Linked DNA regions of Mus musculus: regions 2, 3 and 4 are each linked to region 1. A link is a contact called in public Hi-C and promoter capture Hi-C data. All regions are on one chromosome and are shown on one strand. The core of a region is the stretch at or near the end of the contact, and the rest is flanking DNA. Distances in the headings are between cores, read along the strand shown. Region 1 holds the start of Pttg1 (pituitary tumor-transforming gene 1). Region 2 has its middle 380 kb from the start of A230004M16Rik. Region 3 has its middle 82 kb from the start of Ccng1. Region 4 holds the start of Nudcd2 (NudC domain containing 2).

Region 1 (7,823 bases), core at 2,713-5,212:
GGCAACAGAAACCAAGGTTACTTGGCAACATCAGAATCCAATTCTCCCACCATAGAATGTTGTGGATACACCATCACACCAGAAAAGCAAGGTTCGGATCTAAAATCACTTCTCATGATGATGATAGAGGACTTTAAGAAGGACATAAATAACTCCGTTAAAGAAGTACAGGAGAACACAGGTAAACAGGTAGAAGCCCTTAAAGAGGAAACACAAAAATCCTTAAAGAATTACAGGAAAACACAATCAAACAGGCAAAGGAAATGAACAAAACCATCCAAGATCTAAAAATGGAAATAGAAACAATAAAGAAATCACAAAGGGAGACAACCCTGAAGTTAGAAAATCTAGGAAAGAGATCAGGAGTCATAGATGAAGCATCACCAACAGAATACAAGAGAGAGAAGAGAGAATCTCAGGTGCAGAAGATACCATAGAAAACGTTGACACAACAGTCAAAGAAAACGCAAAAAGCTAAAGGCTTCTAACCCAAAACATCCAAGAAATCCAGGACACAATGAGAAGACTAAATCTAAGGATAATAGGTATAGAAGAGAGTGAAGATTCCCAACTTAAAGGGCCAGTAAATATCTTCAACAAAATTATAGAAGAAAACTTCCCTAACCCAAAGAAAGAGATGCCCATGAAAATACAAGAAGCCTACAGAAGTCCAAATAGTCTATTTGGACCAGAAAAGAAATTCCTCCCATCACATAATAATCAACATCAAATGCACTAAACAAAGAAAGAATATTAAAAGCAGTAAGGGAAAAAGGTCAAGTAACATATAAAGGCAAGCCTATCAGAATTACACCAGACTTCTCACCAGAGACTATGAAAGCCAGAGGATTCTGGGCAGATGTTATACAGACCATAAGAGAACACAAATGCCAGCCCAGGCTACTATACCCAGCAAAACTCTCAATTACCATAGATGAAGAAAACAAGATATTCCATGACAAAACCAAATTTTCTCAATATCTTTCCATAAACCTAGCCCTCCAAAGGATAATAGATGGAAAACTCCAACACAATGAGGGAAACTACACCCTAGAAAAAGCAAGAAAGGAATCTTTCAACAAATCCAAAAGGAGATAGTCACACAAACATAATTCCACCTCTAACAACAAAAATAACAGGAAGTAAGAATCACATTTCCTTAATAACTCAACATTAATGGACTCAATTCCCCAATAAAAAGACATAGACTAACATCTGGATACGTGAACAGGACCCAGCATGTTGCTGCATACAGGAAACACATCTCCATGACAAAGGCAGACACTACCTCAGAGTAAAAGGCTGGAAAACAATTTTCCAAGGAAATGGTCCCAAGAAATTAGCTGGAGTAGCCATTCTAATATCGAATAAAATCAACTTTCAACCAAAAGTTATCAAAAAAGATAAGGAAGGACACTTCATACTGGTAAAAGGAAAAATCTACCAAGATGAACTCTCAATACTGAATATCTATGCCCCAAATGCAAGAGTACCCACATTCATAAAAGAGACTTTACTAAAACTCAAAGCACACATCACACCCCATACTATAATAGTGGGAGGCTTCAATACCCCACTTTCATCAATGGACAGATCATGGAAACAGACACCAAACTGAGACACAGTGAAACTAACAGAATTTATGGACCACATGGACCTAACAGATATTTATAGAATATTTCATCCTAAATCAAAAGAATATACTTTCTCCTCAGCACCTCATGGTATCTTCTTCAAAACTGACCATATAATTGTTCACAAAACAGGCCTCCACAGATACAAGAAGACTGAATAATCCCATGCATCCTATCAGATCACCACAGACTAGTGCTGGTCTTAAATAACAACAAAAACAACAGAAAACACACATACACATGGAAGCTGAGCAATGCTCTACTCAATGATAACTTGGTCAAGGAAGTAATAAAGAAATTAAAGACTTTTTAGAATTTAATGAAAATGAAGACACATCATACCAAAACTTATGGGACACAATGCAAGCAGTGGTAAGAGGAAGACTCATAGCTCTGGGTACCTCCAAAAAGAAACTGATGAGAGTTTACACTAGCAGCTTGACAGCACACCTGAAAGCTCTAGAACAAGAAGAAGAAGAAGAAGCAAATACACCCAAGAGGAGTAGAGGCAGGAACTAATCAAACTCAAGGCTAAAATCAACCAAATAGAAACAAAAAGAACTATAATCAACAAAAATCAGAAGCCGGGCGTGGTGGTGCACACCTTTAATCTCAGCACTCGGGAGGTAGAGGCAGAGGCAGGTGGATTTCTGAGTTCGAGGCCAGCCTGGTCAACAAAGTGAGTTCCAGGACAGCCAGAGCTACACAGAGAAACCCTGTCTCGAAAAACCAAAAACCAAACCAAACCAAACCAATAAAACAAAAACAAAACAACAAAAAACAAAAAAGTCAGGAGCTAGTTCTTTGAGAAAAATCAACAAGATAGATAAACTCTTAGCCAGACTAACCCGAGGGCACAGAGACGGTATCCAAATTAATAAAACCAGAAATGAAAAGAGACATAACAATGAAATATATCTTAAAATAATTATTCCGTTTATTGAATATTAACAGCTAAAAATATTAAACTCATGTTCTACAAACAAACAAAAAGAAGGAGAAGAAGAAGAAGAAAGCAAGCAAGCTTTCTTGATCTACCACTCACCAGTCACACATCAGCATCTCCTGTGGCTCCATAGAGCTGAGGACTTTACAAGCTGTCACAACCTTTGTAGAAAGGGTCTGTCCAGCAGGAGGGGGTGGGGTGGGGTGGGTGAAATTCCTAGTACAAGTATCCCAGTATCAATCATGGAACTTTAGAATGTTTTCAGGAACACACAAAGGAGACTAAGGAACTTTTATGTTAATTAAATATAATCACACACATAGCAGAAAGTGTGCAGGGGGAGGCTCCAATGTTATTATTAACAATGCTTATTTCAATGGGAAGTCCTGGGCTCTTGAATAATCTCCATTCTTTGTCTTCAAACCTGCCAAATTTCCACAAGTTCTAAAAATAAGCAGAGATTAACTACTACTTAAGAGGCAAAGGCAGGCAGATGTCTTAAGTTCCAGGCCATCCTGGTCTACATAGTGATTCCCAGGACAGCCAGGGTCTTCTTCAAGATCAGTAAGTGCTTGTAACTGCCCAGGAATCTCTCCAGTCTTGGATAGGTTTTGGTGGGGGCCGATCCAAGACCCAAACCATCTTCTCAGTAGATTAGTGCCTCTGACTTTGACTTGAAGATTTAAGGTCTGGATTAAACCTCTTGGCTTCTTCAGTTAAGTTTTTATGTACATGTTGGTCTCTTCTACTACTTATTCCTTTTTAGTCTTCTCCAAACTCCAGTATCTACTGCGCAGGCCTGTTCCCCTAGAGATTACACTCTGGCTACTCTGATCTGAGCTCTGAGGCAGGAGAATCTTGAGTCAGAAGCAGGCCTGGGCTAGTGAGTTTCCGAAAAGCCTGAACTGGGTAGTAAGAGACTTTTTCAAAGAAGCCAAAACCATAAAAGTGAGCCTGGAGCAGTGGCACAGCCACTAATCTAGTCCTTGGAAGACCGGAAGCAGTCTCAGGAGTTAAAAGTGATTGTCATTCACCATCCATTGCACAGTTCAAGGACAGTCTGAGTCCTGTGAAAACCTGTTTCCAAAAAAAAAAAAAAAAAAAAAAAAAAAGCCCTTCAAATTTAAAGGGACAAGACGTTTATTGGGTGAGTACCTTCTCGCAGGTCCATGTCGTGGCAAACAAAAAGCCTCTCACAGGAGTTTTGGACAATGTACGATTCTAGTTTGTTTGTTTGTTTTTTTTTTTTTTTGGTTTTGTTTAGTTTTGTTTTCCTTAATACTTTGGAGACAGACGCGAGAGCTGGGCGGTGGCTGAAAACTTCCGTTGCTCCCATTGGTTCTCAGGCTGTAGGCCCCACCTCCTCTCGGAGGGACCAATTGAGTTACAGTTTAAACTGCGGTGTGCCGGGTCGTTGGTGGCGCAGTCTTCGGTGAGTTTAGCTGTGAGCTCGTCGTGGGTGAGGGCGTCTTGGGCGAGCTTGGGGTGGCGGGGAGGGCAGACCCGGGACTGGAGGTTGAAGCAGGGTCGGGACGTGTGCTTCACTCGGCCCCGCGTCCCGAGGCGCTCTTGTCGTGCTCGACCCACAGCAACGCTGTTTTTACTTTTCTTCTTCCCTCCCCACTTCAGGATCTCAAGCAGCCCTGGCTGGTCTTGAACTTGTTATGTAGCAGGAGGCCAAATTTGAGCATCCTCTTGGCTTCTCTTTATAGCAGAGATTGTAGGCTGGAGACAGTTTTGATGGGTGCCAACATAAACTGATTTCTGTAAGAGTTGAGTGTTTTATGACCCTGGCGTGCAGATTTAGGATCTGGATTAAGCCTGTTGACTTCTCCAGCTACTTATAAATTTTTGTGCATAGGTGCCCTGGGTAAAGCTTGGTCTCTGTTACTGCGTAGTTTTTCCAGCCGTCCTCAATGCCAATATCCTAATATTCAGGTCTCTCCCTTAGAGTAATCCAGAATGGCTACTCTTATCTTTGTTGATAAGGATAATGAAGAACCCGGCCGCCGTTTGGCATCTAAGGATGGGTTGAAGCTGGGCACTGGTGGTAAGTATTTCCTGCCTTGAGATACACAGGTGTTGTGAATGGTCCCAGCCTACAGTTCCCAATGTAACCTAGGGGGGCCTTGAACTTCTGATCCTTTGACTCCACCTGCCCAGTGCAGTGATTACAGGCATGGGCCACCTTGCCTGGCTTATGCACTGCCGGGAATGGAACTTGGAGCTTTTCAAATGCTACTAAGTCACGTGTCCAGGCGCTCTGCTTAAATCGGTTTTTTGAGACATAGCTTTAACTGGCCTGGGATTTGCTATGCAGATCAGGCTGGCCTTGAACTCAGGAGATCCACTTACCCCTGACTCCTAAATTCTGGGATTAAAGGCGTGCGCCATGGTGCCTATGTTCATACTTATTGTCTTAATGAGGTTATTTAGAGTGCTAAGTAACTGCCCCAAATGAGGCACAGGTTTGTGTGTAAGAATTGAGTTAAGTTGTATGGCCTAATCTTTAAGAGCAATACATTTATTACCTTTATTTGTGTATGTGTGGGGTCACACGCATGCCGTGGTGTGCCTGTGGAGGTCAGAGGACAACCTGTGGAAATTGGTTTTCCTTATACTGTGTGGGTTCTGGGGACTGAATTCAGGTTGTCTGGTTTAGCCGAAAGCTCCTTTATTTACCCACTGAGTCTGTGATTTTTTTTTTTTTTTAATGATTATCCCTTTTTCAACAGTCAAGGCCTTAGATGGGAAATTGCAGGTTTCAACGCCTCGAGTCGGCAAAGTGTTCAATGCTCCAGCCGTGCCTAAAGCCAGCAGAAAGGCTTTGGGGACAGTCAACAGAGTTGCCGAAAAGCCTATGAAGACTGGCAAACCCCTCCAACCAAAACAGCCGACCTTGACTGGGAAAAAGGTGAGTGCGGGCTATGAACATGAATATTTGTACATGTGTTGGCACTTAAGAAAAGTTTATTATTTTTATTCATGTATACGTAGCTGTAGATGAATACTGCATGTGTGCAGTTACATAAGGAGGCCAGAAGAGGGCGCTGGGTGCTTGGAATTGAGTCTGACTCCTTTGGAAGAGCAGCAAGTGCTTTTACCCTCTGAGCCATCCTAAGCCCCACTGCAGCACTTCTGATGCTTAGAAACTTACTTCCCATCTGCCTCTCTTCCTCTCAGTAGGAGGTAAAGAGAGGTCCACAAACTCACAGAGAGGAGTCAGGCTGGTACTTCCAGTTGCTCAGCATCTTGAGATCGCAGCTTTTAGGAGTAGCTAACCCTGATTTTGCCTCAGCTGTTCTTAACTAGTACCAGGAAGCAGTTGGTTAGAGGCCATGTGACAGATGTGTGAAGTACTTAGCTGGGCTTGATAAGCACCTGCAATCCCAGCACTTGGGAGGCTGAAGCTGGAGGAGGGGTTGGCTGGAGGCTAGCCTGAACTACATGCCCCCACTCTGGCATACATACACATAGATCGGATGGGATCAAGAGCGCCCAGGCTTCTGTTTTGACTTGCTATTATTGATTGTCTACCTGATAATTCTTTGGATGTTTTAGGTTCTGCTGCTACTTAAGTCCATATGTTTAAGGAACACAAACTTGTTAATATTAGCCAAGTAAATAATTAAGGTAACAGTGGCAGAAAAATTACACTTTTATGAGGTCAAATTGACTTCCAGGATTAGCCACTATTCTGGGGTGCCTCAAGTCTGTTTTGTCCACTGTTAGGTTTGAACAGTTGAGTTGATTAGCTTTAAATTAACCCTGCTCAGGATTCTTAATAATATATGTGGACAGGTACTAAGAGGTCTGACTTAAAGAATACTTTTATTTTATGTATTTGGATGTTTGCCTGTATGGTATATGTATTGGTTAGGGTTTTCCTGCTATGAACAAACACCATGACCAAGGCAACTCTTATAAGGACAATATGAATTGGGGCTGGCTTACAGGTTCAGAGGTTCAGCCCATTATCAATGTGGGAAGCTTGGTAATATACAGGCAGGCATGGTGCAGGAGGCACTGAGAGTTCTACATCTTCATCTGAAGGCAGCAAGGACCAGGGTATTAAAGCCCATGTCCTTAGTGATACACATATTCCAATGAGGCCACACCTCCTAATATCATCACTCCCTGGGTCAAGCATATACAAACCATCACAGTATGTAAGTGTGCCACGTGCCTGAGGAAGACCTGAGACATCGCTTCATCTGGACTGGAGTTACAGATAGTTGTGAGCCACCCTGTGGGTGCTGGGAACTGAACCTGAGTCTTCTGTAAGAGCAGCAAGTGCTCGGAACCACAGAGCAGTTGGTTAGAGGTCATGTGACAGATGTGTGTCTTCCCGTCTCCTTTGTGTGTGTGTGTGTGTGTGTGTGTGTGTGTGTGTGTGTGTAGGGCAGGACAGGGCCGGTGCGTGTGATGGTATGCATATCCGAGTCAGGACAACTTCCAGGAGTCCATTTTCTCCTCACCTTTACACTGAGTCCTGAAAACTAAGGACTGACTTCTTAGAAGACAGCACACAATGAACACATTCAAAGTAGTGATGCCATCATTGGAAGAGGCTGTCCAACCGCAAGCTACCTTGCAGGTTGGCGAAACTGCATTCTCTCAGTGCTTGTTCTCTTGGGTTTTTCTAGATCACCGAGAAGTCTACTAAGACACAAAGTTCTGTTCCTGCTCCTGATGATGCCTACCCAGAAATAGAAAAGTTCTTCCCTTTCAATCCTCTAGGTAAAAATGTCTTTGGCACGATGGGCAGGCCCTCAGTTTGAGATTTCTCTTAGACTCTAACTCCGTGCGACTCTAACGTGTAGCCCTAGAGTCTGAGACTGTCTGAACCTGACTTACTTTGAATACATAGACTTGTTCAGGGGGACTCACTTGCCAGAGCATCACCTTCTGTCACGGGGGAGAAAGGGAGCAGAGATGTTGAGGAAAAAGTTAGAAGTTCAAGGTCATCATTGTGTGAGTTCAAGGCCAACCTGATTTACAGAGCAAGTTCCAGGACAGACAGGGCTATGTAGAAGGACCCTTTCTCAAAAAAAAAAGATGTAGATACCCGAATATTGAAACATTTTGTGTCTCGTGGTGCAACCATGACGGTGCATTGCTTGATATCACCTCTGATGCCATCAGAAAGGGCCAAGTAGAGCTGCGTTTGGACATGCACGCCTTTAGTCCCAGGGAGAGGCAGGCAGATCTCTTGAGTTCAAGGCCAGCCAGGGCTATGTAGA
Region 2 (7,017 bases), core at 2,971-5,470, 2.1 Mb after region 1:
TCTAAAGAAAGAAAGATACAAAATTAATTTCTTCATAATAAAATAAGGACAAATGTTTTGCTGTAAAATGTCTTTGAGAAGACAATCTAGATGCTTTGATATCTGACCACTATCCAAGGACTAATGATACTAGAGTGAATTAAATATAGTAGGAAGGGTTCACAGGCAGGAAGGTTAATGAGACAATAGAGAGAGAGGCATCGGGTTATAAGGAGCATCCATAGGTTTCAAAACTGTGTATGAGTTTTTCAGAAGAAGCAGCTAGAGAACGTGTAGAGACCACTATCCTTGAACTGAAGATTAAATATGCCCAGTCTCTTCGAGTTGATTTTGTTAGGAAATTTCATCACATTAAAAAGAAAAGAAATGAAGATGAGAGACAAAACTGCATGTCACATTGAAAGCAGAATGCCAACTTCATTTTGGTTGTAACTATAATGTAAATAATGGGGCAGAGTGGGAGAGAACTAAAGAAGTAGTTATTTGTAGAAAGACTACAGATCTTAAAATTCTGTTCATACTGATACAGCAGCCTATCCAGTTTCAGTATCAGCAATCATACTGAAGCACACAACTTTCAGAAATATTTTCTATTAGCCTAGGCAGTAGTAGCTCAGAGCATTTAAAATCCCACAGATTATAAAAGTGAGGCAACTGCACAGTTCAGTTCCATGGGTTTCAGAGGAAAGCCACGTTTCATATTAAAGACACCCAGCACATTTCAAATACAGCTGGCTGAGGAAAAGGACTGTGCCGGATTCTTCTCTTGGCCAGCATAACCAAATGAAATATTGTTGGCAGGGAAACAAATTACACAGTTCACTGCTCAAACCAGTGCAATAAAACCACCTGTGTGGATGTCCTTTTGTTTGCTTTAAAGCTGCATCGAAGTTCTCATTTTAACAACTCAGTGTAATTTCCAAATCCCAATTATTTCAGTCCTGAGAGTCAATAAATCTAGAAGATGCCACCTTTTCTGTTTCTATTTTCATGTAGTTATAAGCATAAGATTTGTATATGCAACTATAAGCTTTACTGTTGTGTCTAAAAACAAACACAACCAATAATAGAAAACCTACCAATAAAACAAACAAACAAACAAAAAGACAGTTCCATGGGTATTATTTTCATAGATGTAATGACCAAAATTCCTAGGTGTTTGATTTCTGACCCTGAACAAGGGACTGAGGTGCATATTTTACATAAAAAAGCAGACCTGGACTCTAAGTTCTCCCAACATCCCTTAGTCCTCTTCCCCCAGAGGTTCCTCACTATATAATCCAGACATTTTCTGCTCTCTGTCTGTCTGTCTGTCTGTCTGTCTGTCTTTCCTCCCTCCCTCTCTCCCTCTTCTTCTTCTCCTCCTTTTTCTTTCTCTGTGCATGTGTTGCCCCCACACCCCATCCATGCATGGCAACTCCCCTGGCCTCAATCCTTGGGGCCAATGAACTCTCCCAAGAACAGTTTCCCAATAAACTGACCTTTAGTATAATCTAATCTGGCTTGAACTGGTTTATTTTCACTGGCAGAGACATAAACCTATCACTAGGATTTTCAGTAAGGCAGAAAGGGAAGGAACTGCCTTCCCCTTTCAGTGGATTAAAATACAAATTCTGTAAAGACCCTGTAGAGATAATATATTTCCCCCCATCATGAAGTTTTCTTTCAAGATTATTTTATGCAGTAGAGCTAAAGAAACAGAAGGAAACTTCATCATGACACTATATTTACGTTGATAGATTTTAATCTGAAAATTCAGTTTAGTCTTAGATGATTTTGTCACACTGCCAGTGACTGGAAGCCAATAGAGCTTTTGTTAAGCAAGGAAGCACTATTAGAAGAACACTGGAGCAGACCATAAAACCCAACAAAAGCAAAAACACCAAGAAGCTAGATATATATGGGGTACAGTGGAGACACTAGTGGCCTAGAGAGGTATTGATTTTACTGGACCTATCCATTAAATTGCTTCTACAAACAAGAACAAGCATTAAATACCACCCCATGAAAGCTAATTCTTTTCCTTCAGCTTAAATTTCTTTCTCATAAAATACTGACTCTGAATCTTTTACACACTCACATGTCCTTTCATAGACTATTCATATGTTTATTACTTTAACAGTGATTTGCTCAAGCATAAGATCACAGTACAGATTTAACAATAAATATCATAAACCTTATTTTCATTTATTAACCTTATTTTCATATTGCAAATGTAGTTGGATATAACCATGGAGACCAAATTATACTATGTTATTCTTAAAACACTAACCACCCAAAGGGCATATCTTAAATCCCTTTTAAATATGAGATTATAGATAAATTTAGAAATTTCTTTATTATTGGCACTAATCTTCTCAGTAAAGAGATTATAAATGACAAGTTTTTTTTCCCTGTCCATTTGGCTACAGGTTTCCTATTTAAGATATAGAAGATCACTTCTGCTGCAAATGACTGAATTTTGTATACTTAACCTTACGATTCAGGCCTTAGAGATGTGCATATGATCTTCATAATCTCTGCCCCTAAATCCCACAGAAAAGGATTAATTAGTTGACATAAAGAAAGTATCTTCCACAAGATCCAAACTGTTGCCTAGAGAATCAGCCACTATGCCCTGGAGCATAAAAGAGGCTCCTGCTGCTCTCTAAAATAATTCACAACAGGGACTGCTGGGGAAATTTGATGTTCTTGTTTCCAAGGAAACATATATGGCTTAGTAGACAAGAGGTCATAATTCACCTCTGTATTTTAATTTGTATGTAAACCCTGTATCTTTCTTTTTATTTCTAAATTTTAACAGTTTTACAGTTTGTTCAGCTGTTGAAGCTTGGGAAGTGTAACATGATTATCAAGAAGATGGGTAGCATTCAATTTTAAAAACTGAATATGTCTCTCTGTGTGTATGTTTATTTGGACAAATGTGAGTGCAGGATAGTCAGAAGCTCAAAAAAGACATCTGATGCTTTGGAACTATTGTTACAGGAGACAGTGTACCTTCCAGAACAGGTGCTGGGAACCAAGGTTAGGTTTTCTACAATAGCAGCAAGGGTTTTCAGCCTCTGAACTATCTCTGTAGCCAACACACATTCAATTTTGATAGCTTATTCAGGGAGACATGACAGAAAAACACGTGAACTTGTTCTGAACTAATAGATAACCCCATGGATTCTACAATCAGAATTATAGAAAATCATATCAAACTACATCCATGCTTCTTATTTGTGATAAGCTATTTCTAGAAAATCAGAAGAATGCCTTTAGGAGCTCAAAGGCTTAACAAATGGCATGGTTTGGGTTTAACATGCATAATCTTATTTCAAAGTTCAAAAGTGTAGTCTCAACAGTTTCTATAATTTTGCAAAGTAGACTAGCAGTGTGTACTACAAGCTATAGGCACTCATTGAAGGAAATTTTCAGAGTTTGTTGTCATATGTAGTTCATGCCTGTATTTCCAGCATTCAGAAATCTGAGGTAGGAAGTGAGGCATAAATGAAGTACATACATAGTTCCCTGCCAGGCCAATATACAAAGAAAGACTTTACTTTGGTAATTAAATAAATAAATTCTGAAAATATACCTTCAAAGTGATTGGGTATTCTTGTAGAAATCCTTATAGAAAATATTTTTTCTCATTTCTTGGTAAAAATAAAAAATAAATGGCTATTTAAACTAACAGCCTCATTAAAGGTTCTACTTATATCTCTTTCTAAATCCTCACATACCCTTGCCTTGCTGAGGTTCAAACCCAAGGCCCTGTTCACACTAGGCAAATGCTTTATACTAAGAAATGCCAGTTGCCTGGGTCTTGATAAGCCGAGGTCATTTTAAGGAAATGATAACATCTACAACTGTACATGGAAAAGGGTGCATAACATATTAAAAGAAATCCTCTTAGTGCTTTCAGAGATCTTGATTTCCTTGTCAACTTGCTAGCATTATTAATAGATTTTTTTCCGTGTCTGTCAGTACCTAAAATGCATTAGGGGATGTTCCACTCTGACACTCAGTCAGCATTGTCGAGTGTCTTAAATATGTAGGGAAATATCCCTCAGTAAGGCAAGCTATCTGAATGACCTCTTTTTTTGGACTCTAGTCCTCTTCCTATTAATGAAGAGACAAAGATACTAACTGGGAAAGATGAAGAAGAGAAAAGCAGGCTGAAATGAATCTCAGTTTCATAACATGTCTCAAGAAGAGTCTACTAAAGGAAGATAGGAAAGCCATATTAAAATAGAGAGAGAATGACATCTACTGGCTAAGATAAGTCAGAATTGGCAGCTAGCAATGTATATTCCTTATAAAGTTAAAAATGCTTCTCTTTTCCTTCTATATATATCATGTAAATTAACGATATTGCAAGTTATCAACCCACAGTGGGAGAGAACCCGTCCTATTGCCTGTGAAGAACTAATGATGAAGCAGTTTATCATTAATTGGCTAACGTTGTATTTAAGAGTGTTTTTATGAATGTCCTTCAATGACTTTGATGTTATTTTTACACATATTTAATTATCTGCTAACTGTCTTATAAAATAATCATCATTGTTTTTTATGTGTGAATTTTTGTTTGAGCTTATTCATTTTAGTAACCATAAGAGCTTCTTTCACTAAAATTGTACTCCTAAGAATAATCATTGGAAAATTCTTTGTGACCTTGAATTTGGCAATTAGAATTTAGATGCTTTATTTACAGCACAGTCCCAGAAATTAGATGACTGATTGGAGTTTACTAATGTTAAGAGCTATTCTGCAAGGCATACTATTGTTTTGAGAGAACTAAAATTCAAAACATAGGATGAAATAAAACTCCCCGAATCATATGGTTGTTGAAGGATATGCTACTTTAATATAACCAAGAACTCAGGAAAACTCAGAGATAGAAAACCACAAAGAAATATTTTTAAATACCCCCACATAGTCTGATAAACATTACACCAAACACCCTAGGTCTGCTCTTTCTTGCTTCTCTCTCCATCATTCTTTTTTTTCTTTTCTTCCCTTCTCTCCATCTGTGTCTTCTCTATATCTCATCTCTTTTCTCTGTGTCAGTCATTCGCTCAGTCCCCTTCCTTTCCTCTCTTTCTTCTCTCGTGATCTTTCCACTTTTCTACTCTCTCCCTCTTCACCTGGATGAAAATAAAATGCTGCAAGAAGCATGGCTCCAAGTGTCACAAGGTTTGCTGCCATGAAGAACTATGCATCTAGTGCCTCCAAAGGATCAGAACAAACATGGAATAAAACCTGCTAAACTGTGAGTCAAAAATGAATCTCTCCTCCTTAGGCATTTTATCCCAACAAGAGGAAGCTGACTAACAAAGCAAACAGGGAATCTTCCTTAAATAAGATAGTCACTTGAAAATACTGTGGGTCTAAAACTGAGTGAAAAAAATTTAATGTTTCTTTGAATTCTATAATATATACATAAAAATTTGAGGGGATAATTTGATAAAAAGAAAAGCAATCAGATCCAGTGGAACTTTTTAATGAAGAGAGAGGGGATACTGAGACTGGAACCCAGTGAAGTAGGGCCAGGATGGATTTACATTCATAGTGAAGAGAGGAAAACAAACAAACAAACAAACAAACCTCATGGGCATGTTTCCCATGGTGAGTATTCAGCCTAGCCCTTTAAAACAGGAAATGTTTGGGTTATATTTTCAAAGTGCAAACCCAGCTAGTTACTGTAAAGCGTGGGAAATAAACTTGGGCTACCATGGAAGTCAAGGCTGTCGTAGTCAGTCATGTAGCCCCAACACATGTTTAACAAGGACGAGGTCCTTCAGATCACCTCTCAGCTCCATTATCTCTCCAAAAATGAGAGTCTGCCTGTAACTTGTTTGAAGACCTATAAGTTCCCCATTAATCAACCTTCTGTAAAGACCATAAACAAACATAGACTGAAGATTTCCTACAGGTGCTGGTGCTAGCCAACATGCATGGGGACAGATACCTGACTGATATATCCCAGCCTAATAGAGGGCATAGATGCTCTCTTGTTTTTCTTAAGACTGCTTCTACCCTATAGGTGGAACAACATTATGAACTAACCAGTACCCCGGAGCTCTTGACTCTAGCTGCATATATATCAAAAGATGGCCTAGTCGGCCATCACTGGAAAGAGAGGCTCATTGGACTTGCAAACTTTATATGCCCCAGTACAGGGGAACACCAGGGCCAAAAAGGGGGAGTGGGTGGGCAGGGGAGTGGGGGTGGGTGGATATGGGGGACTTTTGGTATAGCATTGGAAATGTAAATGAGTTAAATACCTAATAAAAAATGGAAAAAAAAAATTTGCCACAAAAAAAAAAAAAAAAAAAAAAGACTGCTTCTTCAGAGGATATATTCTGGGATTTGATTATCAAAACCCAATTGTTAGGGTTTTTAGTAGCTGTTATCGCACCCTTATTTTCCTTTTCCACTTTCTCTATAAAACCCATAGTTTTTTTTTTTTTTCCAGGTTACAGAGACTCTTTACATTTCTGCAAAGAAAGCTGAGATGTCATATGGCATTTAGAACAGCACTTAGGTATTTACAGGAGAGATCTGGGCTACAGTCTGAGGAAGCTGCTCATTGTATTTATACGCATAAAAGCATCAGAGAGGATGGAAAATGTCAAGCAATAGTGCTCATGCTTTTATCTGGAGAAAATATCATAGGAACAACTTAATTTGAGTAGATCTTCTAATACTTTAATGAAATCTATGTCTATCTAAAAGAAAAAAATCCTCCCTATTCTGGTGAAATAATGCATTTGCTTAATTCCAACCTTTTCATAATTTTTTCTTGAAAATTTTATTAAAAGGCAAAAATTCAAATAAAAAAATACCCCACTTGCTTTAAGCATGATTAGATTATCCATTTACTATTCTCCTCTCAAACTTTTTCAGTATGTGTCTTAGGTTTGAATTGTTTTTATTACTTGTCTTCTTATAAAGCCATTTGTGGAGTGAAAGGGTTGTTTTCAAATCATTACAGAATAAAGACATACACACAAGAGAAAAAAAGGCACATGA
Region 3 (7,733 bases), core at 4,353-6,852, 2.6 Mb after region 1:
CACTTTTTGCAGATGATATGATAGTATATATAAGTGACCCTAAAAATTCTACCAGAGAACTCCTAAACCTGATAAACAGCTTCGGTGAAGTAGCTGGATATAAAATAAACTCAAACAAGTCAATGGCCTTTCTCTATACAAAGAATCAACAGGCTGAGAAAGAAATTAGGGAAACAACACCCTTCTCAATAGTCACAAATAATATAAAATATCTTGGCGTGACTCTAACTAAGGAGGTGAAAGATCTGTATGATAAAAACTTCAAATCTCTGAAAAAAGAAATTAAAGAAGATCTCAGAAGATGGAAAGATCTCCCATGCTCATGGATTGGCAGGATCAACATTGTAAAAATGGCTATCTTGCCAAAAGCAATCTACAGATTCAATGCAATCCCCATCAAAATTCCAACTCAATTCTTCAACGAATTGGAAGGAGCAATTTGCAAATTTGTCTGGAATAACAAAAAACCTAGGATAGCAAAAAGTCTTCTCAAGGATAAAAGAACTTCTGGCGGAATCACCATGCCAGACCTAAAGCTTTACTACAGAGCAATTGTGATAAAAACTGCATGGTACTGGTATAGAGACAGACAAGTAGACCAATGGAATAGAATTGAAGATCCAGAAATGAACCCACACACCTATGGTCACTTGATCTTCGACAAGGGAGCTAAAACCATCCAGTGGAAGAAAGACAGCATTTTCAACAATTGGTGCTGGCACAACTGGTTGTTATCGTGTAGAAGAATGCGAATCGATCCATACTTATCTCCTTGTACTAAGGTCAAATCTAAGTGGATCAAGGAACTTCACATAAAACCAGAGACACTGAAACTTATAGAGGAGAAAGTGGGGAAAAGCCTTGAAGATATGGGCACAGGGGAAAAATTCCTGAACAGAACAGCAATGGCTTGTGCTGTAAGATCGAGAATCGACAAATGGGACCTAATGAAACTCCAAAGTTTCTGCAAGGCAAAAGACACCGTCAATAAGACAAAAAGACCACCAACAGATTGGGAAAGGATCTTTACCTATCCTAAATCAGATAGGGGACTAATATCCAACATATATAAAGAACTCAAGAAGGTGGACTTCAGAAAATCAAATAACCCCATTAAAAAATGGGGCTCAGAACTGAACAAAGAATTCTCACCTGAGGAATACCGAATGGCAGAGAAGCACTTGAAAAAATGTTCAACATCCTTAATCATCAGGGAAATGCAAATCAAAACAACCCTGAGATTCCACCTCACACCAGTCAGAATGGCTAAGATCAAAAATTCAGGTGACAGCAGATGCTGGCGAGGATGTGGAGAAAGAGGAACACTCCTCCATTGTTGGTGGGATTGCAGGCTTGTACAACCACTCTGGAAATCAGTCTGGCGGTTCCTCAGAAAACTGGACATAGTACTACCGGAGGATCCAGCAATACCTCTCCTGGGCATATATCCAGAAGATGCCCCAACAGGTAAGAAGGACACATGCTCCACTATGTTCATAGCAGCCTTATTTATAATAGCCAGAAGCTGGAAAGAACCTAGATGCCCCTCAACAGAAGAATGGATACAGAAAATGTGGTACATCTACACAATGGAGTACTACTCAGCTATTAAAAAGAATGAATTTATGAAATTCCTAGCCAAATGGATGGACCTGGAGGGCATCATCCTGAGTGAGGTAACACATTCACAAAGAAACTCACACAATATGTATTCACTGATAAGTGGATATTAGCCCCAAACCTAGGATACCCAAGATATAAGATATAATTTGCTAAACACATGAAACTCAAGGAGAATGAAGACTGAAGTGTGGACACTATGCCCCTCCTTAGATTTGGGAACAAAACACCCATGGAAGGAGTTACAGAGACGGAGTTTGGAGCTGAGATGAAAGGATGGACCATGTAGAGACTGCCATAGCCAGGGATCCACCCCATAATCAGCATCCAAACGCTGACACCATTGCATACACTAGCAAGATTTTATTGAAAGGACGCAGATGTAGCTGTCTCTTGTGAGACTATGCCGGGGCCCAGCAAACACAGAAGTGGATGCTCACAGTCAGCTAATGGATGGATCATAGGGCTCCCAATGGAGGAGCTAGAGAAAGTAGCCAAGGAGCTAAAGGGATCTGCAACCCTATAGGTGGAACAACATTATGAGCTAACCAGTACCCCGGAGCTCTTGACTCTAGCTGCTTATATATCAAAAGATGGCCTAGTCGGCCATCACTGGAAAGAGAGGCCCATTGGACTTGCAAACTTTATATGCCCCAGTACAGGGGAATACCAGGGCCAAAAAGGGGGAGTGGGTGGGCAGGGGAGTGGGGGTGGGTGGATATGGGGGACTTTTGGTATAGCATTGGAAATGTAAATGAGTTAAATACCTAATAAAAAATGGAAAAAAAAAATAAATAAAATAGGTTTAAAAAAAAATAAAGTTACACTGTACAGTGAAAGTATGCCCTTAATCCCAGTACTCAGGAGTCAGAGGCTAGCAGATGTCTGTGAATTTGAGGCCAATGTGATCTTCAGAGTGAGTTGTAGGACATCCAAGGCTACACAGACAAATCCTGTCTCAAAAATCAAAAAGAAAAGAAAACAGAATTCCATAAGTAACACATATTGTCATGATCTAGCCATCTCATGCTAGGATTTGTATGTGTGTGGAATATTCCAAATTTTCTTAAATCTTAGCATCTTTGTTGAAATGAAAATACAGAAATCAGAGAGTAAACAAAACTCCTGAGCATCAGATACTTCCTGATAGGAATCGTACTGCCAACATGCATTCTGGCCAGAACCAAATCCACCACAGGGTCCTCTTCTTATCATCTGATGATACTTCAGAAAGTCTGAGAAATACAGAATCACTAAGTTTGCACCCTCACCTGGATATCACAATGCACCTAAAACATTCAGGGCGACCCTAATCTGAGCCGGTTTTATCTGCTAAGCTTGCCTGGGCCCTGCCTGCCCTGGGCCCCACCTGTCCTGGGCCCTACAGCAAATGCCAAGGCACAGGCATTCACGTCTTTTTAAAAGAACCCCAGCCTACTCCTTCTCAATGGAATGCTGAGTCCATCTAAGTCAATGGTTCTCAACTTGTGAGTTGCAATCCTTTTGGCCAACCTCTATCTCCAAAACAACTTATGTTGTGATTCAAATCCAGTAGCAGTTATGAAGTAGCAACAAAAATAATTTTGTTTTGGTCTGGGGTCACCACAACATGAGGAGCTGTACTAAAGGGTCACAGCATTAGGAAGGCTGAGAACCCCTGACCTAAATGAACCTTCGATATTTGCATTTATTCTATGCCCAAATAGAACTTTGCCTTTGTGTTAACTTTGAGCACAACTTCTAGGTTTACAAAAGCAAGGAAATTCCAAAGGAAGGTTTCCCTCAGACCAGTAACTTGCAAATAATTAACTGCTCTGTGGGATTTCCAAGCACGGAGAAGAAAAGAGGGACGAAGAAAGAGGTGTCCTTGACTGGCATGTCCTCTGGAGAAGAGATTTATTAATACCTCAGCAGGCAGGATTCAGGGGTCATAAGTAAGAAGCTTCCATTTCACTGCACAAAGCCGACAGTCTACTCCTAAAGGTTTCTGCATGGGGAAGAGGAGAGCCTTCACCAGGTAGAAGTATGCTTAATTAATATATAAGCTATGCTATGTAACTGTAGTCAGACAACTTCCAATTCCCAGGGATATCAGCAGCCCAGGCATGGGAGAGGAGCCAGCTCCAAAGAAGAGACCATGCAGGGGTAGATAGGGCCAGCTCTGTAAAGCTCTTTGCAGCAGCACCTGGAAAAGCTAGGTTCTAATGGACCTAAAGTGCCCAAGAACCATACTAGGCAGACTTTAAACACGCAGCAAGCTGTATTCCATTTCACACTTCTAAACTCTGTGGCATGACCCCAAAACCACATCTCACACACCTCTGATTCATATAATCCATCTGCATCTAGTCAGTGGAGCATCCTGATCCATCGCCACGAAAATTAAATGTGTATTAGTGGAAAATATGTTATGAAAACAAAGACACTTGCTAGTGAAGAATAAATGTGTCTCAAAGATACTATTTTCATTATGTGTTTGTCTCGGGTATATCATACTCCACAAGATCTTTGTCTTCTATCGGAAGTTATAGAAAACCTATAAAGTATTTAGTTTCATTTGCCTTCTTCATGATGTCTTAGTATACGGGTTGATGTGTGTCTGTAGATGTGTGCCTATGAATAGAGATGCTCAAAGAGGTCAGAGCCATCAGATGCCCTGGAACCAGAGTCACAGGCAGTTGTGAGCCACCTGACAAGGAGACAGAGAGTGGAATTTGGGTGCTTCCTAAACACAGTACACACTCTTAACTATTAAGATGTTCTGTCTATCCCCTCATTTGCTTTTCTTCTCAGATTTCTCAGTAGATTAACTGTCCCTCTAAACATTAGTGACCTTATATCAGCCACTATAGGAAATTCAGAGCATGTCAGTGATTTTTTTTTTCCTCTTGTGAACAAAATATCACATTCTTCAAAAAATCAAACTGGCCCTTAATTAATTATGTGCATTACTTTAAAAATCCAGAGCCTCTCTTCTTCACCTGGGGGGGGGGGGTGGGGGCTTCAAGTTGGTAGCACAGGCCCACTGATCTTCAACATTAAGTGCTGTGCAGTAGACAATGAGAGAGAAACCATTATCTGAGAACTTAAAATATTTTCTTTACCTTCCTATCTAATAAAATGATTCCTACAGAAGTTCTTTTATAGCTACCAGAGGTGCTATATGTATATATAGTATATATATATATTAGAGTATGTATGCATGCATGATAGATGTACAGTTGTATCCAGAAATCAAGATTTGATAATATATAATATATCTAATATATATTAGATACTCATCCAGAAAATACTAACTGCATTCCCCAGCCCCCAAAAGTTCTTTATGCTCTAATGTAAAAGGATTTGCATCTGTAGAAATAAAAATTGATTCGCTGAGTAATGCTGTGTACCAGATACTGCAATAAACACTTTAAGCATCACTATCCACTTGCCCTCCTGACAGTTTGTGTTAAAGGTTCTATTGCCAACTTCATTTCACAAATGAGAGAAGTAAGGATTAACTACCCAAGGTCACATAACGACCAAATCACAGAGATGAGACTTGAATTCATCATCCACTGACTTCAAATACTGGGCCACAAGTTTCCCCCAAAATGATCAGGTTCTGGTGAACTGAAAGAAGCACCCACCAGGCAGAGATCCAAGAGATAAAAATGTTCTTCCTTCAGCTGTGACACAACGGAACTGGGTAGTTTTGACCACGATATTTCCCTTCTTTGGATTTCCACTTCCTCTTCTATAAAGAGTGGTAATTGGACTACTAGATGAATAATAAAATTGCTTCCAACACTAATACATGACAGATTTAAGAGCGGCCACTTTGCACTAAAAAAAAGAAAAAAAAAAAGAGGAATCTATAGACAATGGGAGCCATCTGGATGTGGAAATGATGAATGGCAAAAGCTGTTGGAGGGGATAGTCTCAAATGAACATCCCTTGCCAGGGACCCACACACCACACTGCCTCTCCTGCAAATTGCCTGCAGCTGCACAGATCTAGAGGCCACTTAGAGTGCAGAACCCTTAACAAACTGTTCGAGGCATTTGGTCTCGGGTTTCCCTGGAAGATTATCTAGGTCTATCACATTAGATGTCTTGTAATTTTGCCAGCTTTGTTATGAGATGTAGAACGTGTTGTTTTGTTTGTCTGAACTCAATTATCACTTCACTCCAGCTAAGATGGGGAAATGTCTTTGCAGATTCTTTCTTGACTCCTTGATTGGGGAAGATTTTTCACATCAATCAAAATGTGAAAATCACCTAAAGACACCTGTAATGATCTAACTAGAGAAGGAAAATTGCACTAGTCTCACAACTTATATGCTTGTTCTCGCTTTTATAGCACTGTGCCTCCCATACTCTAGATCCCAGAGCATGATGTTCGTGTAAGCTTACAGCAGATCGTTAGGATCTTGTCTTGTAGTCTCCTGACTGCTATGTACTCTGACTCAGAAATCCTATCAAAGTCTTCGCACTCATTGAGGCCGCCTGTTCTTTTCTCTTTACCTCAGGTAAACCCAAGTATCTCCTAAATGATGATTCCCTGCAAAGTGATGCTGATGAACTTGAAAGGGATTTTTATCTCCACAGAAAGACCACAGAAAAACCTAATACAGACCTAATCTAATATACCTACCCTTTACCTACCCTTGCTCTTAAAAACTTGTAGACTATTTTACTACTGGAATTGTTCAAGGTTGTATTTTTTACCTAGACATCCTGGTTCCTTCCATGTTTGGCCACCTCACTGGATCCTTCATTTCTTTTTTTTTTTAAGATTTATTTATTATTATACATAAGTACACTGTAGATGTCTTCATGCGCACCAGAAGAGGGCATCAGATCTCATTACAGGTGGTTATAAGCCACCATGTGGTTATGGGATTTGAACTCAGGACCTTAGGAAGAACAGTCAGTGCTCTTACCCACTGAGCTATCTCACCAGCCCAAGGAGTCTTCATTTCTTGAGACAACTAAAAAGCTATATACCACTAATGTCCTTAATTTTTAAAAGAAAAAAAAATGGTTGTTACTTTTACTCTCTCCTTCCAGTCATGATCAGATTCAATTGCTCATTCTCAAAGAAACTGGTGTGCTAACAGAGAAAGCTGCTTGTAGTTGCACTGGTTTCTGCCCAATATTGGCACAACTATGTGACTTGAGTTGAAGTGGAGGTCCAAACTGCCTTTTGCCTCTACAGAATTTTGTTCATGAAGAAAACTATTCTGATAGTGACTCTGTGCATAGGTCAAGAAGCCTTTCTGCTAAACATGCCACTTCTCTTCTTTCTCCAATTTTGTGTTTTTGCTACAAAGTCTTCCTCTTTTGCTACTCTACATTTTCAAAGAAAAAAAGTCTCCCAATATCTCTATCTCAGCAGCCACTCTTGAGTTCTCTGTATGCTCCAAAGTTGTCTTCTGTAATAAGTAGAATATATTTTACACAATGCTTTTTTTCATTTCTCATTTTTGCATTTTGCATGTTAGAAGCAAGGGATTCCTTGTTTCCAGTTCCCTGTGTGACCACAAAGGCTAAAGCAGGTAGAGGTGATTTTGAGTATGAATACAATGATAATTTTCATACTATGAATAAGGAATTGGACCTTGAATACTTGTACATCATGGATTTTGCTCCTTTTTTTAAAACTTAAGATGTTTTAAATAAATGAAAATAACCATTTATATAAAAATAAATAAGTGAGTTGCAGCAGAGTCCTGTAGTGTTAAACATTAGACCTGAAACAAAATTCTCTATTACATAATGATTGACTAAAAAGAGATTTAACTGGAGTCAACTGTGAATTGATTTGAAAGCAAAGGAAAACAACCATGTTCTAGAGATTTAAAAAAAAAAAAAAAAGAATCCTCAGAACACTGTCAAGTTGCTCAAGGCAACATACAGACAACAGAACAAACAACCCAGCATAAGAGAACCAGATCCAAGCCAGGGCTGACATCAAAATGCTCATGCACAAAACCCGTTCAATCTATTAAAGCTTATTGCAAACAACAGAACATTTCTATCGTTCCTAAATGGAAACAGAGCATGCCTACAAAAAAAAAAAGAAGGAATGGATAAAGGGGTTTAAAACTGTCCTTTTCTCCCTCCTAC
Region 4 (7,598 bases), core at 1,649-4,148, 2.7 Mb after region 1:
AAGTCCAACAGTTTGCTGCATCTCTCTTGGTTTTTGTCAGGACAATGCGGACCATTTTTCTGTCCTCTAAGATAAAAAGAAAGTAGTTACAGAGAAATTACAGTGCATCATTAAACATTGTACTTTCCAAAGGCTATTAGGTACTATTTTTTTTTTTTGTTTTTGTCTGTTTGCTTAAAGTTTATTTATTATTATATATAAGTACACTGTAACTGTCTTCAGACACACCAGAAGAGGGCATCAGATCTCATTACGGGTGGTTGTGAGCCACCATGTGGTTGCTGGGATCTGAACTCAGGACCTTCGGAAGAGTAGTCAGTGCTCTTAACCGCTGAGCCATCTCACCAGCCCCCTATTAGGTAGTTTTGATAGACAATTGCTCTCAACACGTTTTTCTCCATCTTTCACAGCTACAAAGACAAGACAATATAAAGGAGAAATGATACCATGATCCAATTTTTAAGTGTATGAATCATAACAGATTTCTCTTACCCAAAGTCCATGTTCCTTCATCAGCAATTGTAGAATCAAACAGTTTCCCCTGGAAAATCAATATAAGGTAATAGAATTACAGTATTTCATTAAGCTTTATAAATTCTCATCATTAAGATTTGGCTCATTCCAAGCTAAGGCACATCTTAGGCCAAGTTCCCCTACCTGTAGGTGCTCAACCTTGAACTTTCGCCTAATCAGAGTCCAGTTTACAAATCTGACAACTTTACCATGGAAGAAACACACAGGGACCACCACCACTACACAAAACAGGAGAAGACATACTACTCTTTATGATAGAACGCAACATTAACATATAAAACGCTTTACCAATTAATTAATATGAACAAGACAGGGACTCCTACTAAAACTAGAAAAAATGTCCTATTTTTTGTTTTCCTTCTTTTGTTTTGCATTTTTTAAGGGGGTGGGTGTTCCCTGTGTAGCCCTGGCTGCCCAGGAACTTGCTCTATAGACCAAGAGCCTCAAACTCACAGAAATCCTGTCTCTGCCTCCTGAATGCTAGTATTAAAGGTGTGTACAGCCACCACCTGGTGACTATGTTTTGTTTTCTTGAAGCAGAGTCTGTCAGTCCTCAGCCTGTTCATCTCAACCTCTTTCAAGGTCACATATCAGATATCCTACATACCAGATATTTAATGACAGATTCGTAAATGCAAAATTACACTTATGAAGTATCAAGGACACTGTTTTTATTGTTGGGGGCCACCACAGCATGAGGAACTTTTTTGTTTGTTTTTGAAGACAGGGTTTCTCTGTAAAGCCCTGGCTGTCCTGGAACTCATTTTGTAGACCAGGCTGGCCTCAAACTCAGAAATCCCCCTGCCTCTGCCTCCTGAGTGCTAGGATTAAAGGCGTGTGCCCACCACACCCGGCCATGAGGAACTTTATTAATGGAGCGAAGCATTAGGAAAGGCTGAAAACCACTGCTCTATGGAGTCATGGAGCTGGCTTAGTACATCTGGCTTGCTGGCCTAATTCGCTGAGCTGAGATCTACCTGCCTAAGGTTCCCAAATGCTGGGATTAAAAGCGTGCACCACAACACCTGCCTTAAAAGTGCTCTCTCTTTTAAACTCAATGTTATTAAAGCTAGTTCAATCTCTTTTGAGAAGCTGGCACTAGAAAAGGCCAGTTTCTTAAAAAGGTTCAAATCACATGTTGCAGAAATTGATATCCAATTAGCTGTTGACTAATTTTCCTTCTCCTGCCCAAGGTTACAAAACACAGTATCATGTCTCCGTTCACCACTACATTATACAGTCATCCTCCAACAGGCTATGCATCTAATCTAGGTGTAAAGTATAGCCTGATTGTTATGTGAGTCTTAATAAATTCTTAACCAAAAACGGGGAAATGTGACCAGATTAAAAATTTGGTGAAATTAGGTAACTTCACACACCTTTTCACTACGATGAAGATCAACATGCAAGAAACTTGTTATTTAGAAAACCAATCTGACATCTTGGAATCCTCATCCCATTACCCTAGCCTTGCTTGTAAGTGCCTGTATTAGCCTACACGTCATGAACAGAGTTCAGAATCCTTTTGTCTAGTCTCTGGGACTCCCATCGGTGCCCAGAAGACGCATATTCGTTCTTTTGACCTACTTAGCCTTCTGTCAGCAGGAACTCCGGAGGAAATAAAAGCACCCCAAACCTATTTTAGAAATAAAGTGGAGAACAAAATCTTTGAGTTCTACCCGCGCAAAATCTGCTCTGTGGGTGCAGTGCTCCGTGGAGACCCCTCGCCAGAACAATTTACCACTTCTTTCTACCAGCCAGGAACTAACCTTGCCACACCCAGCAGTCATCCCTCTGACACCGTGAATTTTAGGGCTCGGGGTGCGGGAAAGCCAGAAGAAGGAACTCGGGACAAGCCCTGGCTTGCTACCTTGAGGATCTCGCGGCCACCCACGGCCAGAGCCACGTGCCGACTCTGCAGGCCGCACTGGATGTCCTGCGCGCGAGTGCCGGGGGGCACCTGGACTTCAATGAACACCTCCTCCAGGGTCTGGTACCACTGTCCCCACGGAGTCCCGCAAGGAACCACCCCGCTGCGCTCCTCAAACGGGGCGGACATTCTGAAGACGCCACGCAGGCACACGGCTCCGGGAGAGCACTACACCGGCGGGACTAGGCTCTGGGCTTGCCCTCGGCGCCTTGGGGTCACTGCACATGCGCAAGAGTCCAAACTGGCGTGTCCGAGTGTGCAAAATTCTCCCTTTCAGAGCCCATTTAAGACACTCGTGAGCCCTGGTGAAATCGACCGAAGCCTAGAGATGTTGACATCCAAAGAACACTGACGCCGGAACAAAGGAGAAAAGTGCCTGCGATCTTTAAACCTGTGTGACGCCAAAATTCCGACGCGTCCACCGGCCTGTGAAGTGCGCTTGCGCGAACTGGGCTACCCAGTAAAACTGAGTAAAACCAGAAGTGATTGGATAGAGCTGTTTGCGGCGACGATCAGGAGCAGCCTCTTATTGGCTACTAGCTTAAACTTACAAACCTTCCGATTGGGCGGCGGTAGGAATCTAGTGCGCATGCTCTTTGGACCATGCAGGATTGGCCAGATAGGTTTAGGTTTTCTGATTGGCTGAGGGGGAAAGTTGAGGTAAATTTGAATTCAGGCGAGCTGACAGTTTGCTGGGGCGTTTGATTGCTGTCTCATCTGGACCCAGGCGTCAGAATGTCCTTTCCTAAGGCGCCCCTGAAGAGATTCAATGACCCTTCGGGTACGTACGGGTGGGGGAACAGGGTGGGAAGGGGATGTGCCCTCGTTTCCCAGTCATTCGAAAGCCAGGTTAGGGCTGGGGCGGTGTTTGTTTTTCTCCAAATTCACGCAGTAAACACCTGGTTAGCGCAGTGTGGGATGGTAGAGACGCGGCCCTACGTGAAATGAGGTCATCCCTGCACACAGCGAGTCTTCAAGCGTGAGATTCCAAAATATGCCATCAACACCATGGAGAAACCACAGCTGGTTGAAGGGGATTAGGAGTTGGCAGGCGCTACTTTTCTTTTTAAAAAGAAGTTACTCTCTTTAGAATTTTCTGCATTGACATTGCATTCAGATATAAAAGCATAAAGACTGAGAAATCTGTTCAGTAAAGACAGCTGCCCACGGATTCTTTTCCACTCGTGAAACAGTTCTTTGGAATTTCTTTTTTAATATTTTATTTTTTTAAGGTTGATTTATTAACATGAGTATACTGTAGCTGTCCTCACACACCAGAAGAGGGCCTCAGATCCCATAACAGATGGTTGTGAGCCACCATGTGGTTGCTGGGATTTGAACTCATGACCTTTGAAAGAGCAGTCAGTGCTCTTACCCACTGAGCCATCTCATGAAACAATTCTTAAGTAATGTTCAGCATTTTAACAATAGAATAGTGGAACTTGGTGTGTAGATGACAGAGTAAATTGAGTGTAGATGGTGATAGCATTTAAACAGTTAGAATAAAGTAATTTTTAATGTTTTCACCTGTAAGAAATAGACACTTCCAGACCTAGTGGCCTGAGCTACATAGACTGTCAGTAACTCACACCTACAACAAATTAATAGCATGTTGGAAGTAAATGAAAAATGAGACTGAAATCCACTCAATTTTATGAAACTAAATTGGCAGAAATGGAGTGGGAACCCAGACTTCCAAGGATATATGCTATGCTCTTAAGGGCTGTGGTTTATGCACAAGTAACTAGAGCCTTGGGTGTGAGGTGATAGATGCTAACTGTGCAGCTGTACTGTCGTAAGGTCTATATGTTATTCCTTTGAACAGCTAGACGAGAAAAGTACCAAAGTTGTACTCTTTACAAATGAGAACATTGAGAGAGTTTCTGACTATATTATGCAGCCAGCAAGTAAGTGATGGAGCGGAAGATGAAAGGCCGGTTTATATCCTCTGTAGCATGTACTGGTTAGTAGTCTCTATCTGGTTTCTATCAACGTTCCTCCATTCACAAGGTCAAGTGAGTGATCAGACACAGCCATCTCCATGGCCACACCATTTCCAGGGAACTCAGACAACTTAGGTTCTACAGAACAGGGTAGATGTTTTTGTTTTGAGACAAGGTCTCTTGTAGCACAGGCTAGCCTTGTACTCCTGCTGCCACCTCCCAAGTACTGAAACTTAAGAGACCTGCACAACACACATGGCTCAGCTGCTGTTTGGTTTTAAGGAGCAGTAGTTAAGGCTTACAGTGTCAAAGATAATATGTCAGATATTTAATATTTGTAAGTCCATGGCAGCTTTTTCTACCTCAAGGAAACTTAAAGCATCCTGGGATAAAGGAGGGAATCTAACTTTTTTTTTTTTTAAAATTTGGTGTGTTCTCCCTATGTCTACAAAGTGTCTGGCATGGTATTTTCTGTAGCTTGTCAGACACAGGTGATTTTGAGTACTCCTGTGGCTAATTACAAAAGCCTAGTCCATTCTCACATCCCAAACAAGATATTTTTTTTCTATACTGCTCAACATAACTATGAGCTAAATACTAGAAGAATAGAAGCTACTCCCAAATTGCAAGCACTTAAGTCTAATGTAGAGATAAAGTAAATAAGTCCTTATGAAAGCATAATAAGCTGTTAGGAATTATAGACAGTGCTATGAGAATTTTCTAGCCTGATTTTTTTTGAGGGGGGGGGGGGGATTCTGCAAAAGCTAGATGGCCACATGGAGATCTGGAAGGTGAATGAGAATGGGCTGAACAAAATTGAAAGTAGATTTTAAATTCTATAAGAGAGCAGGCTGAAGCCGGGCATGGTGGTGCACGCCTTTAATCCCAGCACTAGGGAGGCAGAGGCAGGCGGATTTCTGAGTTCAAGGACAGCCAGGGCTACACAGAGAAACCCTGTTTCAAAAAAACCAATAAATAAATTAATTAATTAATAATAATAATAATAAAGACCAGGCTGAGCAAGCCAGGGAAAGCAAGCCAGTGAAGACTATCCTTCCATGGCCTCTGCATCAGCTCCTGCTTCCTGACCTGCTTGAGTTCCAGTCCTGATTTCCTTTGGTGATGAACAGCAATGTGGAAGAGTAAGATGAATAAACCCTTTCCTCTCCAACTTGTTCCTTGGTCATGATGTTTATGCAGGAATAGAAACCCTGACTAAACCAAATTGGTACCAACATAGTGAGGAATTCCTGTGACAGCCTGACCATGTTTTCTGGAGGACTATGGAAGGAATTTGGAACTTTGGGCTAGAAGAACCATTGGGATGTTAAGAGCTCTGTGGGATGTTGTGTAGGAGCTTGGAAGATAATGTTGAGAACAGCACAGAAGATGGAGGCCTGGCTTGTGAAATTTCAGAGGGAAGACTCTTATCAGGGCTGTTGCTGTATTGATTGTGAAGGTTCTGTGGTTTTGGTTAGCTGGGGCTGAAGAATCAGCTGTGATTAACAAGATACCAGAACTACTAAATCGAAACTTTTGCATTACTGGGACTATTGATGCTGGTTAGCTGGAGCTAAGAAATTAGCAGTGATTAAAAAGGAACCAGCATCAATTGAGGTAAAATCTTCTAGAAAGTGTTTTCTAAGAGGACAGAGACTGTGTTCCAGAGATAGCCAAGGCTTTACCTTGTGTTGTGGCTGGACTTAGTAATGTGTAAGAGTCACTTACGTGGTACTGGTTTTGAAGGCATGAAGGGGTCATGCTGAGGGGTCACTGTGAGAGGCCATGGAAGGTCATTGGTGAAGGTGCAGTCTCAGTTGCAATTGATGGCCCAGGACTGAAGTGGTCATGCAAAGTAGTTGAGGCTTGGCACCATGAAGAGAGGCTATTGGTGAAGCCTAATTACAGCAAGACAGCACTGTTTTGGAGATGACAGTACCATGAGATGACCACCAAGAACAGTAGCAGCAGTGGAGTACAGGCATCTGGAGCCTAGAAGACTAGGTATGTGCTACAAAGGGCAGAGCTAGAGAAGTGACCCAAGCCCTTGGAGGAGCCCAGAAGATCATGAGTTGGATCCCAGACATTTGACGGTTGTAGTTTGGTTTTGCTTTTGATTGTGACTGAGTCCTGATATTTTTCCCTCCTGAAAGAAGAAAGTATTTTAGTGGAGCCCACAGTTAACAGACTTTGAATTTTAAAAGATATTGGACATTTTAAACGGATTGAACCTTTGATATGTAAAGACTGCGACTTTTCAAGTTATTTAGATTTTGGGGATTAATAAGAAAGTAAGGGTTGAGGTTTAATAGTCATGTGTTTGTGTGTCAAGTTGACAAGGGGTCAGTTGTACTGGCTGGTTTTGTGTGTCAAATTGACACAGGCTGGAGTTATCACAGAGAAAGGAGCTTCCGGTGAGGAAATGCCTCCATGAGATCCAACTGTAAGGCATTTTCTCAACTAGTGATCAAGTGGGAAGGGGCCCTTGTGGTTGGTGCCATTCCTGGGCTGGTAGTCTTGGGTTCTATAAGAGAGCACGCTGAGCAAGCCAGGGGAAGCAAGCCAGTAAAGAACATCCTTCCATGGCCTCTGCATCAGCTCCTGCTTCCTGACCTGCTTGAGTTCCAGTCCTGACTTCCTTTGGTAATGAACAGCAATGTGGAACCCTTTTTCAAGACCAAGGAAGAAAGAATATTAAGTAAAGCATCATATCAGTAGATCTTGGGAAATAAAAGTTTTCTGGAGCAGTTTATATTGAATCATCAACAGCAACCACATGGTGGCTCACAACCATCCATAACAAGATCTGGTGTCCTCTTCTGGAGTGTCTGAAGACAGCTACAGTGTACTTACACTTATTACAATAATAAATAAATCTAAAAAAAAATAAGTAGTATTAAGTGAAACATTGCTGTTTTGTTTTTCCTGTAGGTTGTGCTCCATCTCCGGGTGCTTATGATGTTAAAACTTCAGAAGCAACTAAAGGACCAGTGTCTTTTCAGAAATCACAAAGATTTAAAAACCAAAGAGGTAATGTGTCCTTAAACAAACAATGGTTAACAGGCCTTAGAAGCTGACATGAGCAATACTGTTGAAACTTTAAAATGCTTTTGCACTTGTAGAGTTTCCTGGTCAGAAGTGTATCTTAATATCCTTATTAGGGATGTTTATGAAAGAGCAGAGTACGTAGT

Evidence for each region. Promoter capture Hi-C pulls out the DNA fragments that hold promoters and counts their contacts. Hi-C and Micro-C count contacts between places; a contact is called where the count stands out from the background.
Region 2: a contact with region 1 is called in a Hi-C map of cortical neurons, with 2.3 times the contacts expected there. The contact joins the enhancer-like site here to the promoter of Pttg1 in region 1. A contact is called at or near these places in 1 of 39 promoter capture datasets (hippocampal neurons), 2 of 484 Hi-C or Micro-C datasets (both in cortical neurons) and 1 of 115 datasets of contacts at active chromatin or transcription factors (embryonic forebrain).
Region 3: a promoter capture Hi-C map of second pharyngeal arch cranial neural crest shows a contact between it and region 1. The contact joins the enhancer-like site here to the promoter of Pttg1 in region 1. A contact is called at or near these places in 6 of 39 promoter capture datasets (cranial neural crest, embryonic stem cells, frontonasal cranial neural crest and 3 more) and 3 of 115 datasets of contacts at active chromatin or transcription factors (epiblast stem cells, large pre-B cells and pro-B cells).
Region 4: a Hi-C map of B cells shows a contact between it and region 1, with 10 read pairs. The contact joins the promoter of Nudcd2 here to the promoter of Pttg1 in region 1. A contact is called at or near these places in 16 of 39 promoter capture datasets (the 3T3-L1 cell line, cranial neural crest, embryonic stem cells and 9 more), 3 of 484 Hi-C or Micro-C datasets (B cells and embryonic stem cells), 15 of 115 datasets of contacts at active chromatin or transcription factors (the SCID.adh cell line, T-cell acute lymphoblastic leukemia, astrocytes and 10 more) and 3 of 9 other capture datasets (adipose tissue, liver and macrophages).

Annotation. Positions count from the first base shown.
Region 1 is chr11:43,422,390-43,430,212 of GRCm38.p6, reverse strand. Pttg1 (pituitary tumor-transforming gene 1) reads left to right here and starts at 3,962. Exons shown (of 6, transcript NM_001131054.2): 1 at 3,962-4,012; 2 at 4,532-4,630; 3 at 5,316-5,494; 4 at 7,227-7,320. The coding sequence starts at 4,543.
Region 2 is chr11:41,331,109-41,338,125 of GRCm38.p6, reverse strand. No RefSeq gene overlaps it. Among named protein-coding and RNA genes, the nearest start is that of A230004M16Rik, 380 kb to the left of the region's middle. Within about 2 kb of position 4,220, at least 4 of the 459 cell types and tissues checked have an H3K27ac peak or open chromatin away from gene starts, as enhancers often do. A contact at or near this core is called in cortical neurons, where this site is marked.
Region 3 is chr11:40,833,445-40,841,177 of GRCm38.p6, reverse strand. No RefSeq gene overlaps it. Among named protein-coding and RNA genes, the nearest start is that of Ccng1, 82 kb to the right of the region's middle. Within about 2 kb of position 5,602, at least 4 of the 459 cell types and tissues checked have an H3K27ac peak or open chromatin away from gene starts, as enhancers often do. A contact at or near this core is called in second pharyngeal arch cranial neural crest, where this site is marked.
Region 4 is chr11:40,728,961-40,736,558 of GRCm38.p6, reverse strand. Nudcd2 (NudC domain containing 2) reads right to left here and starts at 2,898. Exons shown (of 4, transcript NM_026023.5): 1 at 2,405-2,898; 2 at 493-541; 3 at 1-66. The coding sequence starts at 2,593. Hmmr (hyaluronan mediated motility receptor (RHAMM)) reads left to right here and starts at 3,122. Exons shown (of 18, transcript NM_013552.2): 1 at 3,122-3,245; 2 at 7,339-7,437. The coding sequence starts at 3,200.